Regions from separate parts of the Sus scrofa genome. Here all the other regions are linked to region 1. A link is a contact called in public Hi-C and HiChIP or PLAC-seq data. All regions are on one chromosome and are shown on one strand. Each heading gives the region's core, a stretch centred on a gene start, on an enhancer-like site or on the middle of the called end of the contact. The rest is flanking DNA. Distances are from core to core; before and after follow the strand shown. Region 1 holds the start of ACVR2B (activin A receptor type 2B). Region 2 holds the start of XYLB (xylulose kinase). Region 3 holds the start of EXOG (nuclease EXOG, mitochondrial).

Evidence for each region. A called contact is a pair of places that touch in the nucleus more often than the background predicts. HiChIP or PLAC-seq counts read pairs in DNA pulled down with a chosen protein or histone mark.
Region 2: a Hi-C map of liver shows a contact between it and region 1, with 2.5 times the contacts expected there. The contact joins the promoter of XYLB here to the promoter of ACVR2B in region 1. A contact is called at or near these places in 1 of 5 promoter capture datasets (liver), 3 of 47 Hi-C or Micro-C datasets (heart right ventricle and liver) and 1 of 2 datasets of contacts at active chromatin or transcription factors (skeletal muscle).
Region 3: an H3K27ac HiChIP or PLAC-seq map of skeletal muscle shows a contact between it and region 1. The contact joins the promoter of EXOG here to the promoter of ACVR2B in region 1. A contact is called at or near these places in 1 of 5 promoter capture datasets (liver), 1 of 47 Hi-C or Micro-C datasets (skeletal muscle) and 1 of 2 datasets of contacts at active chromatin or transcription factors (skeletal muscle).

The regions. Positions count from the first base shown.
Region 1 is chr13:23,234,685-23,239,584 of Sscrofa11.1, reverse strand. ACVR2B (activin A receptor type 2B) reads right to left here and starts at 1,886. Exons shown (of 11, transcript NM_001005350.2): 1 at 1,823-1,886. The coding sequence starts at 1,874.
Region 2 is chr13:23,171,817-23,176,716 of Sscrofa11.1, reverse strand. XYLB (xylulose kinase) reads right to left here and starts at 2,848. Exons shown (of 21, transcript XM_021071667.1): 1 at 2,641-2,848; 2 at 1,027-1,109. The coding sequence starts at 2,697.
Region 3 is chr13:23,276,453-23,281,352 of Sscrofa11.1, reverse strand. It overlaps EXOG (nuclease EXOG, mitochondrial), which reads right to left and starts at 2,895. Exons shown (of 11, transcript XR_001300113.2): 1 at 1,989-2,895.

The sequences.
Region 1 (4,900 bases), core at 637-3,136:
CAAGTCAGGACAGTGGCCACCAGACAACTGGCTGTTGTGACTACAAGTAACACCCAATGATCCCCACCTTCCTCCAAGGCAGGAACACAGGTCTGTGGATGCCAATTTAACTCCAGTTGCCCCACCTTGCCGGGTGCACTGCTCAGCACTCCGCAAGGCAGGGAAGAGGAGGGAAATACAGTGCTTCTAGGGGCCCAATCCCTCTCTGCCTCACCCATTGAGGGTCTAGAGAGGGTTCCAGGTCTGAGGCTGTCCTGTCCTGGAAGGAGGTTCCTTCTGCAGACCTGAGAATGGAAGAGCCAGGGATCCAGAGATAGACAAGTAACCTGCTGCTTGTCCATTAAGTCAGCTGGCTGCAGCCCTCCTCTCCAGAGGCCAATGCATTTCTTTCACTTCAGAGTTCTCATTCGTGGGGAAAAGCAGCACTTAAAGGCAGAGAAAGGAACAGGTTCAACACCACCAAAACTTTGCTTCTACGACACAGGTAATGGCTCCAAAAGAGTCATGACACCCCCTCCATACAGCACCAGGCACCAAACAGGGGTCTCTGTTCTCTGGTCCCTGCACTCAGGCCACGCAGCTTTAAGCCCTGCCTGGAGCTCTTTCGCTTTGGTGTAGACAGCTAAGCTATGCTACACTACACAGGAGGCGGGTAGAGTGGAAGTGGGAGTGGGAGTGGGAGTGGGGATGAGGAGGAGATCCCGGATTCCCACCCACTCCCCACCCCCGCAGCAGCCTGGGGATCCCAGCCCCGCCCCTGCCTGCCCGGGCCCCGCCCTTCGCGGGTTTCCCAGACTCCGCGCTGCTGCCACCTCGGGCGGCGGCGGCGGCGGGGGACCCGAGCTGCATGTGTAATGGGGGCTGGGAACAAAGACGCGGAGGACCAGGCTCCCGGGCTGCCGCGCACCAGCTTCCTCGACCGCCCCAGGCTTCTCCCTGGAGATTTAATGCGTGGCTCCCCACGGCTGCCCGGGCCTTTCTGAACCCGAATGCCAAGCCCGTAGCCGCACGTACTGCGTCCCAGAAGCGCTAAAAGAGGAAAATCAGTGCTTAGGCCTGGGGGAAGAGGTCTCCCCGCGGAAAAACGCGCATATACACTCGAAGCCAAATATGCTCAACCACGCGCACGCACGCCGAACGCTAGTCCCGAGGGTCACCCGCCCCCGCCACGTGCTTCCCGGAGGCCAGACAGAACAGAGACCTGTTGGTTTTTCCTCCCATCTCCCCTCCCCTCCTAGGCGCCCAAAACAAAGCAGTCCCGCGGGGTGGCCAGCATCTCGCGTCCCAGATCGCCGCAGGGAAAGCAGGCGCAGGTGGGACCTGGCGCCAAAGGCGCGCCTCCGGAGGAACACCACGCAGATGCTGGTGGGATGGGGTGCTGGACTCCTCCCGGCTATGTGAAGCGACGCGCTTCCCTTCGCTACACCTAGTGGCTCTAAAGATCGCGCACTCCAGCTGCCAGCCGCTGCTGCACCTACAATCCCGCCACTCCCGCATTAGACCTGCCAGCTCAGCTTGGCCACCTGCCCCTCGTTCCAGTTCTCCTCCTAGTCTGCCTGGGTGCCACGCGCCCGTGAAGTCTGAACCCTGACCCCGGGGTTGCCTCTGCGAACTGGAGACCCGCAGGCCGCCGCACGGGCAAGACCGTCCCCCAAAAGATCAGCAAGCGGGGCGCGCTACGCGCCCCCTGTCCCCGCCCCGGGAGGTGCAAGCTGGGTGCAGGTGGCGCGATAAGGAGGCCGCGGGCCCGCCCTTTGTTGGTAAACACCGCGCGGCGCCCGAGGCCGACCTGCGCGCCCCCCACGCCGCGCCCTGTCCTTACCCACGCACAGCGATCCCCAGAGGAGGGCGAGGGCCGCCCAGGGCGCCGTCATGTTCCGCGGCGCCGCCCCGCGGACACCCGGAGCCCGCGGGCAGGGCCGCGCGGCGCTCCTGGGGCGCGCAGGGCCCGGCGGCGGCTGCGCTCTCCTTCCCGCTCCTTCCTTCGGTCTTGTTCCCCGCGCGCTTCCTGCGCCTTCGTCCCAGGGCAGCGTGCAGGCTCCAAGGGCCGCGCGGCGGGGCCGGGCTCAGGGCCGCTGCGGGCGGCGCAGGCTGCGGCCCCGGCTCCGGGGCGACGCGGGGGCCGGGGGGCGGCGGCGGGGCGCGGGCCGGGGCGCGCCCGACTCAGGCATAGCGCGGCGGGGCTGGGCCCGGGCCCCGGGCGCAGGGGCCGAGTCCGGAGGGGCCATGAACTGGGGGAGGGGTGGGGGGAGGGGAGCTGAACCGCGTCCAAAATGGCTCCTGAGCCTCGGCCGCGGAGCCGAGCCAGCAGGGAAACCCGGATGTTGGATACAAAGAGGCGGGCGAGCTGGGCGGGGAGGGGGAGGGGAGGCGGGCCCTCCGACCGCGTGGTCCGCGCCCCCCTCAGGGGCGTGGCTCCAGAGAAACAACAACACAGAGACTCCGCCCCCAGGCCGCGCCCTCCAGCAGGACGCGTGCAAACCATGGGTTTGGAGGGCTAAGCAGGGTCAGCTGGCAGAGTTGGCTGGGTCGTGTCCGGTAGCACTTTACCCCAGAACCCCAGCTCCCCAGCTCCCCGTGGCCTCCCGCACCGGGATTCTTGCTCCGCGCTGAGGATCCCATTCTCCCGGAACGCATGCTGCCCTGCGACCCCGAGTGAGTGGACCGCCCCCGATGATTCCTCTCTGCGCCTTCATTTCCCCGCCTGATGGGGGTCACAAAGCCACAACTAGAGATCTTGGAATTGACCCATCCTAGTGAGGGAGGGCGCGAGTCCCGCCGGGCAGAGCAGCAGCAGGTGGAAAAAGGCCTGTAGCAACTTGCTTCCCTACCCTTACCCAAATATTCTCAGCACTCCCACCCAGTTCTCTATCTCAGATTCTACCGTCCTTATCACAGCTAGAGTTTGGAAGGGTCTTGACGGGGGCCCCTAGCTAAAGAGGGAAAGCCCCCTCACAGCTCAGGGATGAGGTGCAGAATCCTTGAATAGAGAACTTCAGCCTCTCCAGATTTGCCACAGCCTTTCTAGGAGCAGGGCAAGAGCAACCAGGAGGGAGGTGGTGCCTGGAAGTGAGTTGTTTCACTTTTCCGAGCCTTTTTATTCAGAAAGTGAGGAGCCTAAATAAATAAAAAAATAAGGGAGGAAAAGTGAGACTCGATTCCTTCCGTCTTTTCTTTGTTGGCGAAACCGCAGCATGCAGAAGTTCCCTGGTCAGAAATTAAACCAGCATCACAGCAGTGACAACACGGAGTCCTTAACCTAGGCCACCAAGGAACTCCATGCATTTTTTTGCTTAATTACACAAATCTTATTCAAACAAAATCTTATGTAAAAGCCTACCATGTAAAATGTATATTGCCTTGATCGAAGTTGAAATGAAGGGCTACCATCCCGTTTCCAAAGTACCAAGTACACCTCAGGGGCCAACAACACTTTGGAATCACTACCCAGAAATATTTGGGAGTCTCTGAAGGCCTCTTAATAAATATACACCAGAAATGACAGCCCCTCCTTGCTAACCTTATATAACACTTTTTTTTTTTTTTTTAAATGGCTGCACTGGCAGCACATGGAAGTTCCTGAGCCAGGGATCAAAGAATCCCAACCACAGCTGCAACCCATGCCACAGCTAGAGCAATGCTGGATCCTTTAACCCTCTGTGTGGGCCAGGGATTGAACCCGCACCTCCAAAGTGACCTGAGTGGTTGCAGTCAGATTCTGAACCACTGCAGCACAGCAGGAACTCCTATACAGGTCTTTTAACACAGAGTTGAATGCTACTGTGTGCTAAGTAAGAAGCGGCAGAGAATGGGATACTTGGGCTCTGTATTAGGTATTTGGTAACTCCACGGGAGGCTATGCTGATAGACACATGATGACAAGAAAAGCAACTCCATATCCAGAATAAGTGTCTTTTTCTAGGGATGATAAATCACTGCCTCCTTCCTACTGGAAGGTTATAACTGTAACGTGTCTACCACAAATTAAACTGGTTGTTTCCTCTCTTCTACTTCACGCTAAATGGGTATCACAATAAGAGCTCAGGGTAAACCAAACTGCTAACACATCTGTGTCTTCCACCCTGACTTCTCTGGGAACTTTTTATTTTTCTTCCTTTTTGGCCACCCTGCAGCAATATGGAGTTTCCCCGGCCATGGATCAGATCCAAGCTGATATTTCAACATACACCACAGCTGTGACACCAGAGCCTTAAACCACTGTGCCCAAGGGATCAAACCTGCATCCCAGGGCTCCCAAGATGCTGTCGATCCTGTTGCACCACAGTGGGAACTCCTATTTAATTTAATTTAATTTAATTTATTAAATTTATTATTATTTTTTTTAAGGCCACACCTACGGCACGTGTTCCCAGGCTAGGGGTCAAATGAGAGCTGCAGCTTCCGCCTACAACACAGCCACGGCAACACCAGATCTGAGCCACACCTGCGACCTAGCCGAAGCTTGTGCCAACTCCGGATCCTTAACCCACTAAGCAAGGCCAGGGATCAAACCGAAATCCTCATGTTCACTATGTCAGGTTCTTAACCCACTGAGCCACAACAGGTACTCCTCTGGGAACTTTAAATTTGTGTAACCAACTGCCTTCTTGACATCTCTATTGGGCAGCCTATAAGGTATCTCGGACTTGACCTAGTTAAAGCAGAATTCTTCATTTCCCCCATAAATCTACTCCTCCAATTGTCTGAATTAATGACATAACCAACCAATTGCTCAAATCAAAATTTTATGAGTCATTCTTGATTCTTCCCATGTTCAGTCCATCACCAAGTTTGTTTCAAAAACACATCAATCCACCATCAAGGAATTCCCTTTGTGGCTCAGCAGTTAACAAACCTGACTAGGATCCATGATGACAGGGGTTCGATCCCTGGCCTCTCT
Region 2 (4,900 bases), core at 1,599-4,098, 64 kb after region 1:
CACGAGTGCAGCCCTAAATAGACAAAAAAAACCCAAAAAAACAAAAAAACAAAAAACAAAAAACTCCAACAAAACCCATAAATAAGCCATGTTGGATCGTGCTGCGGCACAAAGGGATTGGTAGCATCTCTGGAGTGCTAGAACACAGGTTCGATCCTTTGCCCAGCAAAATGGGTTAAGGATCCAGTATTGCCGCAGTGGTGACCTACGCCGTGGCTGGGATCTGGTCCCTGGCCTGGGAACTCCATATGCCATGGGATGGCCTAAACAAACAAACAAACAAACAACCCCCCACACACACAATACAACAACGTCTCACACACACACACACACACACACACACACATCCCTATCGCCCTTCAGTGGGTAACCAAAGCTTTTAGGATAAAGATAAACTGTATTCTATGGCCTATATGGCCCAGCCCAGCTTCCACCTCCCTCTTTGCTCCCCAGCCACCATGGCCTTCTTCAGTCCCATGAATGAGCAGCGCTCCTTGCCACAGGGACTTTGCACATGCCCGTTCCTCTCTACCATCTATCACCTGGTTAACCCCACTCATTCATATCTTGGCTTAAGCACTACTTCCTTAGGTATATTCCCTAACCCATTCTCCCAAGTTTGTGTCTAATTCCTTTAAAATAAACAGATGAAGAAGATAGTTCCTTTCCTTCAATGGCCTTCTCTGAGTTTACAACCAAATATTCTTTTGTGAGCGTCTTTGATTAATATCAATCTCTCTCCCTCAGTTGAAGCTCTGGGAGAGCAAGGACCATATGCCTCTTTTTGGATCAGTATCAAATTTCAGCACAGTGCTGGCACAAAGTCTCAGCTATGTATATGAAGTAGTGAGCAGAATGGGAAGGAATGCAGGAGAGCACAACCCAGGCATCGCAGAAAGATGCTGACAGATCCACCAAGACCACCCTCCCACAGTTTGATGTAGCCAGAATAGTGTGGTTTACAAATGTAAAATGTTGAGGGAGGAGCCCAACCCCCGCCCCCATACTTACACACTAGGTACATACCTGAATTCTGGAAGGTCTCTGTCAAAATGCACACTATCCTCATAGAAGACATTCAGCTCTGCATCAACAGCAACAACTTTTACCTGGAAGGCATTTTAAAAAGTAAGGTAGGGGAGTTCCCATTGTGGCTCAGTGGAAACAAATCTGACTAGTATCCATGAGGATGTAGGTTGGATCCCTGGCCTCGCTCAGTGAGTTAAGGATCCGGCATCCCGGTGAACTGTGTGTAGGTTGCAGATGCCGCTCAGATCCAGCATGGCTGTGGTTGTGGCATAGTCTAACAGCTACAGCTCCAATTCAGCCCCTAGTCTGGGAACCTCCATGTGCCGGTGCAGCCCTAAAAAGACAAAATTAATTAATTAATTAAAATAAAATAAAAAAGTAAGGTACAGAATTTTCCTCAGTTTCTACCTGGTCTAAGGATATGAACATCACCAAATGTAGCTCAACTCGCTAGAAAGTGGTTCTGCCTGGAGACCTCCTTGAGGCCCGAGTGCATCACTGTAACCATGGTAACAGAGGTCTCATCGGGGGACATGTCCAAAGACTTAGTAAAATGAAGAAGCTGAGGCTAAGTCGAACACCCATGCAGCTCAGGGAATTTTTGTCCTCCAAACAGCCAGAGCCAAGGCCTTCTAGAGGTGGATATTCTTCTAGAGGTAGATAAGCTGGTTCCTATGTCAAGCAACGAGGTCTGAGAAAGTCCTAGAGGAGAAGGAATACGAGGTGGGTTTGGAGATGTCTCTGGGGCTCCGCACCTGCAGGGGTCTGAGAGATCAGGCAAGGCCCCTGGGCTGTTCCCAAGGACCAGAGACACTTCCCAATGGAGCAGACCTCCAAACCCAAGGGTACAACTCCTTTCTTAGACAGATGCAGAAAATGAGGCCTAGCAAGACAACCTGACCAAGGGTCACAGGGCTTTCTGGTAAGGGATTGGTCACAGCCTTGCTCCGGAGATCCATTCACAGAGAAAGGTTTGACTGCAACTGTGTTAATTTCCCAAGTTAAGGAGAAGGAGCCCCTGGACACCACAGGCCCAATCTGAAGGCAAATTTTGCCTCAGCTTGCCTGTCTGTAGGGCCCTGGGCACGCAGGTTAACCCAGCACACTGGTGCCAACCAATGGCTGTCACAGGTGGGACAAAGTTCATGTGTATACTGTGCCAATTTCGCTTTTTAAAAAAGGCTTCAAGCGGTGTTCTAGTTCTAGGTCACTGGTTCTGCCTGTGTGCCTACCTGTCTGTCTGGTCCTCTCTCTTACAGTAGCTGAATTCTTTGGGTTCCACCAACTGCGCCCAGGGGGCGTGAACCCTTTGGTCCCCAGGGCCCTCTGGGAGCTTTCCAGCTACGTGCCCGCAGGGTCCTGCGGGGGTAGGGGACACGGTGGTGGGGTGGGGTGGGGGTGGGGGAGCCGTTTCTGGAAGGACCGGGGGTCCAGGCCGGGTCACGGTCGCATCTCCCGCGCTGTAGGCACCGGCAGGCACAGCCGGGAAGCCCTAGAAAAGGCGCGCCCGTGGCGTGGCCCAGGGTTCCGGGTGCCTGGTTCACGCCGCCAGCCCGCCCGATGTTGCAAAGAGGGCGGCTACGCCCGGCTGGTCTGGGCCCGCGTTGATACCTGCTGCGTGCTGAAGTCCCATCCCAGGCAGCAGTGGCGAGCTGAGTGTTCGGCCATGGCTGCGGAGGTTCCGGCTACGGGTCGCTCCCGCCGCGGGACTGTCTGCAAGCTCCAACGCGGTCACGCCAGGGCCCGCCCCTCGCCCCGCCCGGCTGGACGCCAGACCCTGGGACCCCGCGGCCTGGCTCTCTGGCGCCGCCTGCCGGTGGGCAGGGCGGGGGACGTGCAGCGACTCAGTCACGGCCTGCTGTTCACACCAGGGTCCTCCACGCAGCCCTCTCCCTCCAACCCCATCCCGCCTCGCCTCGCCCCACCTCCCATCGTGCTCCCTGCAAAGGCTTGGCCCTAACAGTCTGCTTTCCCTCGGAGGACGCCTTGGCCAAAGGATTCACCTTTAAGCCAGCTTGTCCTTGCCTGTCTCTCTGGTGGCCCTGGGGACAGCCATGGCTGTCTCTCGTGCTGGAGAAGCTGTCCACTGATGGTGGTGACACAGGGAAATGTGCCCTGGGGATGGAGGCACTGGGCTCCAGCAGGCCCTGTCCTGAGCCAGCAAATTGAGTAATTCCCCAGCTCTGACATGTGCCACATCTCACCTCTGTATTTAAAGTCAGAGCCTGAGCCCCCCACCCCCTCCATCTGGGGCTCTTTTGTCCTTGAGATCAGCTGGTGTTGATGGTGTCACCTGTGCCATGCATGGTGACGGGGGGTGAGAACCAAATCAGACCCACTCCCTTAATTCCTACAGCTGAAGACACCTCCTCATCCCCTTATTCCCTCTGGTGTGTCCCCTGGATGGCCTCCCGGCACCTACTCAAGTGAGATGCTCTTCCCGGGAGCTCCCAGCCCAGCAGAGCCCTGATGGAATGGTCTGATTACCCGTATCTCTCTTGCTGAACTTGAACTGCTTAGAGCCCAGATCCTCCTCTTAGCCCAAGGTCCCAAGGTCAGTGGCAGAGCTGGACCCAAATCTAGAGAGTTTGGCTCCAGAGCTTAGGTGTTTAACCAGTAAACAAGACAATTTGCTGGAGAGCCTTGTGAGAAGGCCCAGGGGAAAATATAAAAGGCTCTCGAAGGCCAAGGCTACTGGCTCTGTCTCAGGCTGCCTCAGAGGGAGACCTACTCTTGGTGAGGGGTGCCTTTCTCTATGGGTTATGGCATCTGCCTCATTTTGATGACTCATCCTTTCTCTTAATAGAACAGCCTTTTCACTCCAGAGAAAACCAGAGGTGTGGAGGCCATTTGCCTGTGTAAGGAGACTACACACCCACTGTCTGATCCATTGGCAAAGAATGAAGATAGAATTTTTTCTTTTCTGGCCACAGGATCCTTAACCCCATTGTGCAGAGACAACGCTGGATCCTTAAACTGCTATGCCACAGCAGGAACTCCAAAGACAGAAATCATTTAGGGCTACACCTGTGGCATACGGAAGTTCCCAGGTGAGGGGTCGAATCGGAGCTACAGCTGTCAGCCTTCACCACAGCCGTAGCAACATGGGATCCAAGCTGCTCTGCAACCTACACCACAGCTCACAGCAATGCCTGACCCCCTGAGTGAGACCAGGGATCAAACCTGCATCCTCATGGATACTAGTCAGGTTCTTCCCCCCCCCAATGAATTTTATTACATTTATAGTTGTACAACAATCAGCACAACCAAATTTTATAGCATTTCCAGCCCAAACCCCAGCGCATCTCCCCACCCTCCAAGCTGTCTTATTTGGAACTAGTCAGGTTCTTAAGCTGCTGAGCCACAGAGGTAACTCTAAAGACAGAAATCTTAATTCTGAGTTATTAATACCTACAGTTTCCTGGTGGCCTAGTGGGTTAAGGATATGACATTGACACTGCTATGGCTTGGGTCACTGCTATAATGCAGATTTGATCCCTGGCCCGGGAATTTGAACAGGCCTCAGGGGAGGCCAAAACAAGAAAAAACCCAAGGTGTCCATACCACCCATGTTGTCCTCCTGTTGTTGATGCCCAGGTTGCAATGGCCTGAGGCTGGTCTTTTGCTTATCAGCCTCCAAACTTGAACCTGGATCCCTGCATAGAGCCTGTCAAAGAACTCCTGCTCTGATTGGGAACCGAGTAGAGACTGCCCTGAAGCATCTCTTATCAATTGACCAGATTGCCCACAGTCCCTAGCAAGGCTCCTATCCTCCTGGGGTCCTTAAGGGTACCACAACCTGAGGGCAAAGCTCAGAAGAGGAGTCACATAATCAGATTTGCAGATTAGGAAGGTCACTCAAAATGCTGTG
Region 3 (4,900 bases), core at 1,646-4,145, 41 kb before region 1:
TCGTGGATACTAGTTGGGTTTGTTTCCGCTGAGCCAAAACGGGAACTCCTGGCACATGTTCTTAACTGTTCTCCATGTGCTGGGACTCCTCTACCTCTACACCAGTGTTTCTCAGCCAAATTTATCCCAGACCCCCTTGGGTGAATCTCTAGTTGGGTTTCTGCTACTGCCCGAAAATTATTTTGTCGAGTTTAACATTATAGACTTTTGTATGATAAAGTCAGTAGGTAGTCTGAATGTGCCTTTTCACAGTTCATGTCTCTCCCTGGCCACCATCCACACACCACACCACCCTACTTTGAGAAGAAATGCTGTGACCCAGTTTCCTGAACCTTGACAACTCACAGGTCTCATAGGAAGTGTTCAACAATGGTGTGAAGGGCCTGAGCACCCAATGTGAGAGATGCCACATGAAAAGTGAAGCACTGCTGGTCTTTACTTGGTGCCATAGGGGTCAGAGGTACAAGAGCAGGTGCTGCGGTCACGTGATAACCCTCTGCTATGTAAGGTGGTTGTCAGGCCATTCCGAACAAGTGTATTAATTGGTTTAGATTTAAATGTTACCGTGGAAAACCTGTAACTCCCTCTTCTAAGCATATGTTTGTAAAAATAGCCAAATTTGGGAAACACTGTTTAAATGATTCTCTCTCCCCCCGCCCTCACTCTGTGAAAACTCAAGAATCCTTTATCATGCAGTTTGTTCTAGAATTGCAGAATCAAGTTAGTTCCCTTCTGCAGTCTCTAGTCTGAAAATAGTTTCTTTCCTAATAAAGAAGTACCCACGGGCCGGGGAGGGGGATAAGGACCTGATCTTGCTGGTGTCTCACTGTACACAAAGTACAGTGTACTCAAAAGCAGCCAAGGAAAAACTCATGTCATTACTAGTCATTGGTATGACTAAATGGGAGAGAGCCTGCCAACTCATTATGTTTAAAGAGTTAGTGTGTGGAGTTCCCGTCGTGGCGCAGTGGTTAACGAATCCGACTAGGAACCATGAGATTGCGGTTCGATCCGAGGCCTTGCTCAGTGGGTTAACGATCCGGCCGTGAGCTGTGGTATAGGTCGCAGACACGGCTCGGATCCTGCGTTGCTGTGGCTCTGGCGTAAGCTGGCAGCTACAGCTCCAATTTGACCCCTAGTCTGGGAACCTCCATATGCGGCGGGAAGGGCCCAAGAAATGGCAAAAAGACAAAAAAAAAAGTTAGTGTGGAGACAAAAGCACAGCCTTTTAAGTATTTGTAAAGGACCATGGTTCCTCCACACTGTTTTCAATGCTCCCATACTGAAGCAGAGACACGTGCTGCAGCAAGGCAGTGGTAAAACTAGTACAATTTTTCCTAGTGAGAGAAACCAAGTACACAATGAAGAGAGAGCTGTTTTCAAAATAATCCTCTTGATGCCCTCTGCAGGTTTCAACCCACCAGGATAGCTCTCTTGCTAAATGCGAAGTATCAGAAGGACCAAGTTAAATTAGCACGACGGGGACATTAAGAGATGAGATGAGCATGAGCTCATTTACTATGTCAAATATAAGGTATCCCTGATAACCTGCGGACTTACATACTTTAAAGAAAGGCTAGCAGGTGTTCTTCATTTGAACAATGATAAAATGAGGACTACTAAATATATGTCACTCATCCGTACTTACTGGAAGCCAATTATCTGCCAGGTCCCAGGCTGAGTAAATGGTGGAGAACGAAACTGACACGGTCCGAACGGTTATGGGACTAACAATCTAGGGGAGGGCATAGTAAAACACACATGTCGAGACTAATACTTTGGTGCAAGGGGGCGGGGGCAGATCCCCAGAGGAAGGAAGTGCACAAAGGAGGCAGGCGGGACGCGACGCAGAGTGGGGGCCGGGCCGGGGAACTGGACCGCGGACAACCCGGGGCCGGATGAGTGGAGACCGCGCGCGTCTAGGGTTACGGCTGGCTCCTACCCGAGATAGGAACCCGGGCCTGAGCTCTAGGGGCCCACACACTCACCGTCCGGCTCTTTCACCGCCAACGCAGGCTCAGCGTCCCGACTCCGGAGGAACTGCACGGCAGTAAGCCCCGCTCCTGCAGCGCCCACGACAGCTCCGGCCACAAAACCACTCAAAAAGCGCCGGGAGCCACGGAAGCGGGAAGCAAAACTTTTGACAACCATCTTGCCCGCGGCACCTGCCTTTCGCCGTAGCGCATGCGCGCCCCGGAAACCTGACAGCCAATCGCTACCCTGGGGCCAAGATACGCATGCGCCCCCTGGAGTCACCTGGCCCTGAGCCTCTCCCGGAGCGCAAGGGCGTGCCTTTCCTACCAAGCCCTCGCGCGCCCCCTGGTGACAAACTTGGAGGCCCAGGGGCATCCTGTCTCCATCCTTGGTCTGCTGGATGACGGATAACAACAGCATGATGCCTTGAAGGCTCAGTATGTGCATGTACAGTCTTAAGAAGAAAATACCTTTAGTCCCACTTAATAGGTAAGTAGTAAGTCATTTTCACATGTTTACACAAAGTTCTTCAGAGCCAAAATTCCAACTCGGGTCTGATTCCAAAACCTGTGCCACATTGGATGTCTTTATAACACTTGGTTTTGAAGTCACATGGTATATAAATCATAACTTCGAAAAATAGCTTTGCACCTCCTAAGGGGTTTCTTGACAAGACAGTACTCCATGGTGGCTGAGGACTCTGAATCCAGATGCAGAGCTTTGGATCCCCACCCAACCATTTCCTTCTTAAAATAGGAATAGGAAGAGTTCCCATTGTGGCTCACTGGTAACGAACCCCACTAGTATCCATGACGATTCGGATTCCATCCCTGGCCTCGCTCAGAGGGTTAAGGATCCCACGTTGCCCTGAGCTTGGTGTAGATTCCAGATGCCGCTTGAATCCTGAGTTTTGTGGCTGTTGCTGTGACTATGGTGCAGACCGGCAGCTGTAGCTCTGATTTGACCCATAGCCTGGGAACTTCCATATGCTCTAGTGCAGCCCTATAAAGCAAAAAATAATAGTAATAATTATAATAATAATACTCTTAGGCCATAGGGTTCTTATGAGGATTAAGGGAGGCTAACGATGTAAAGTGCTTAGGGAGGGACCTGGGGCATGTTGTTAAGCGCTGCTAATGTTAGAAATTTTTATTTAGTCAACGGTTTTATCTTTTTTTGTTGTTTTTGTCTTTTTGTCTTTTTAAGGCCACACCCATGGCATATGCAGGGTCCTAGGCTAGGGGTCGAATTGGAGCTACAGCTGCCAGCCTACACCACAGCCACAGCAATGCCAGGTCATTAACCCACTGAGCAAGGTCAGGGATCACACCTGCATCCTCATGGATACTAGTCAGGTTCATTAACCAGTGAGCCATGATGGGAACTCCTGTTTTATTTATCTTGATAGAATATAAATCCAGATTGCTGAATGCTCACCAACAAAGGAAGGACATTATGTCATTGGATTTTTTTGGCCCTGTGGCATGCACAAGTTTCCAGGCCAGAGATCCAACTCAATCTACAGCAGTAACAATGCTGAATCCTTAACCTGCTGAGCCACTAGGGAACTCCAGGAAGGATGATTGTTTTCTGCACTCTCACTCACAAATAAATGGGTCTTCTTAATTTTGCAGCACAAACTCCAGCATTCCATCTGGATTTAGTTTAAGCAGGAGGCCATGTCTAATAACCAGCTGAAGTGTAGTTTTAAGTTTCATGGCCCCATGCCCCTTCCCCCTAGGAATACCTGTCATGAGGTCATTTTGTATAATCCTCAGGGCCTCTGACACTAACTAGTTGAGCCAGATCAACCAGATTCTTTTTATGGATTTTGGATCTGGAACTTTCTCAGGATAGCAAAGCTGTGACACATAAAACTGTGGCACTACCCACACAGCCTTTTTTCCAAGTAGACAACAACAGATGCATCTAGTCTCCCACTGAGCACCTCTGGAACAAGTGCTGAGACACAGGTGAAAGCTTGCAATGCTGACCCCAACTTCTAAGCCTCTGAAAGAAGCCCAGACACATCCTGCCTTTACCCAGGGCTGGGCTGACCACTTTCCCCCAGGATCCTTCTAGCAAAGCCCCCTTTCTGTTTAATGGTGTCCGTCATTTCCTACAGGGAGTTCCCTGCTGGCCTAGTGGTTAAGGATTTGGTGGTGTCACTGCTTTGGCTCAGGTTTGACCCTGGCCAGGAACCTCCACATACCACAGTCGTAGCCAAAAAAAAAAAAAAAAAAAAAAATTATTCCAAAGAGCTCCAAGCAGGTTATGTAAGGTTTATAATAAACAATGAACAAAAAAGGCACTGACCCCTCCCCCAGGATTCAAAGCTGGTGTTTCTCCGCTTAGTAAATATTAGTCATAGGCCAGAAAAATCTTTTATGTTACTACAGAAAGCAGTGAGGTGATTTCTGGGGCTTTCCTGTTTTAGTAGGGACTATCATTATTTTATTAGCAGGGAACCATGTTTTCATCTAGTGAGATAAGTCAGGAACCCTAAAATGGGGGACTGGCTTGCTGATTCAGATTGGGGGTGGGGCCCCATCACTGTATTTTTAATAGCTCAGCAAATCACCCTGGTACTCAGCCACATTTGGAAATGGCAGAGTTTGTATTGTGCAGTAGTCCTGAATATAACTTATTTTTTAGGTTTCTCTGCTCCACTTACAAAATATTGCTCAAAGTTGTCTGCAAAGTATGAGAGTAGGGGGTAGGGTTGTATGTGCGGGGATCTTGGGGGTTTGGAAGATACACCCCAGTGAAGAAACAAACTGAAAGTCCCAGGACAGTCCATTAAGGAAAAGCCCACAGTGTCTCCACCTAGGTCCTGAGCCTCTAAAGGGCAAAACTGGAAACCTGTGATTAGCCCATCCCGCAGCCTTTGGCAGCCTAGGCCCTCAGCTATTAACACTGCAAGTTA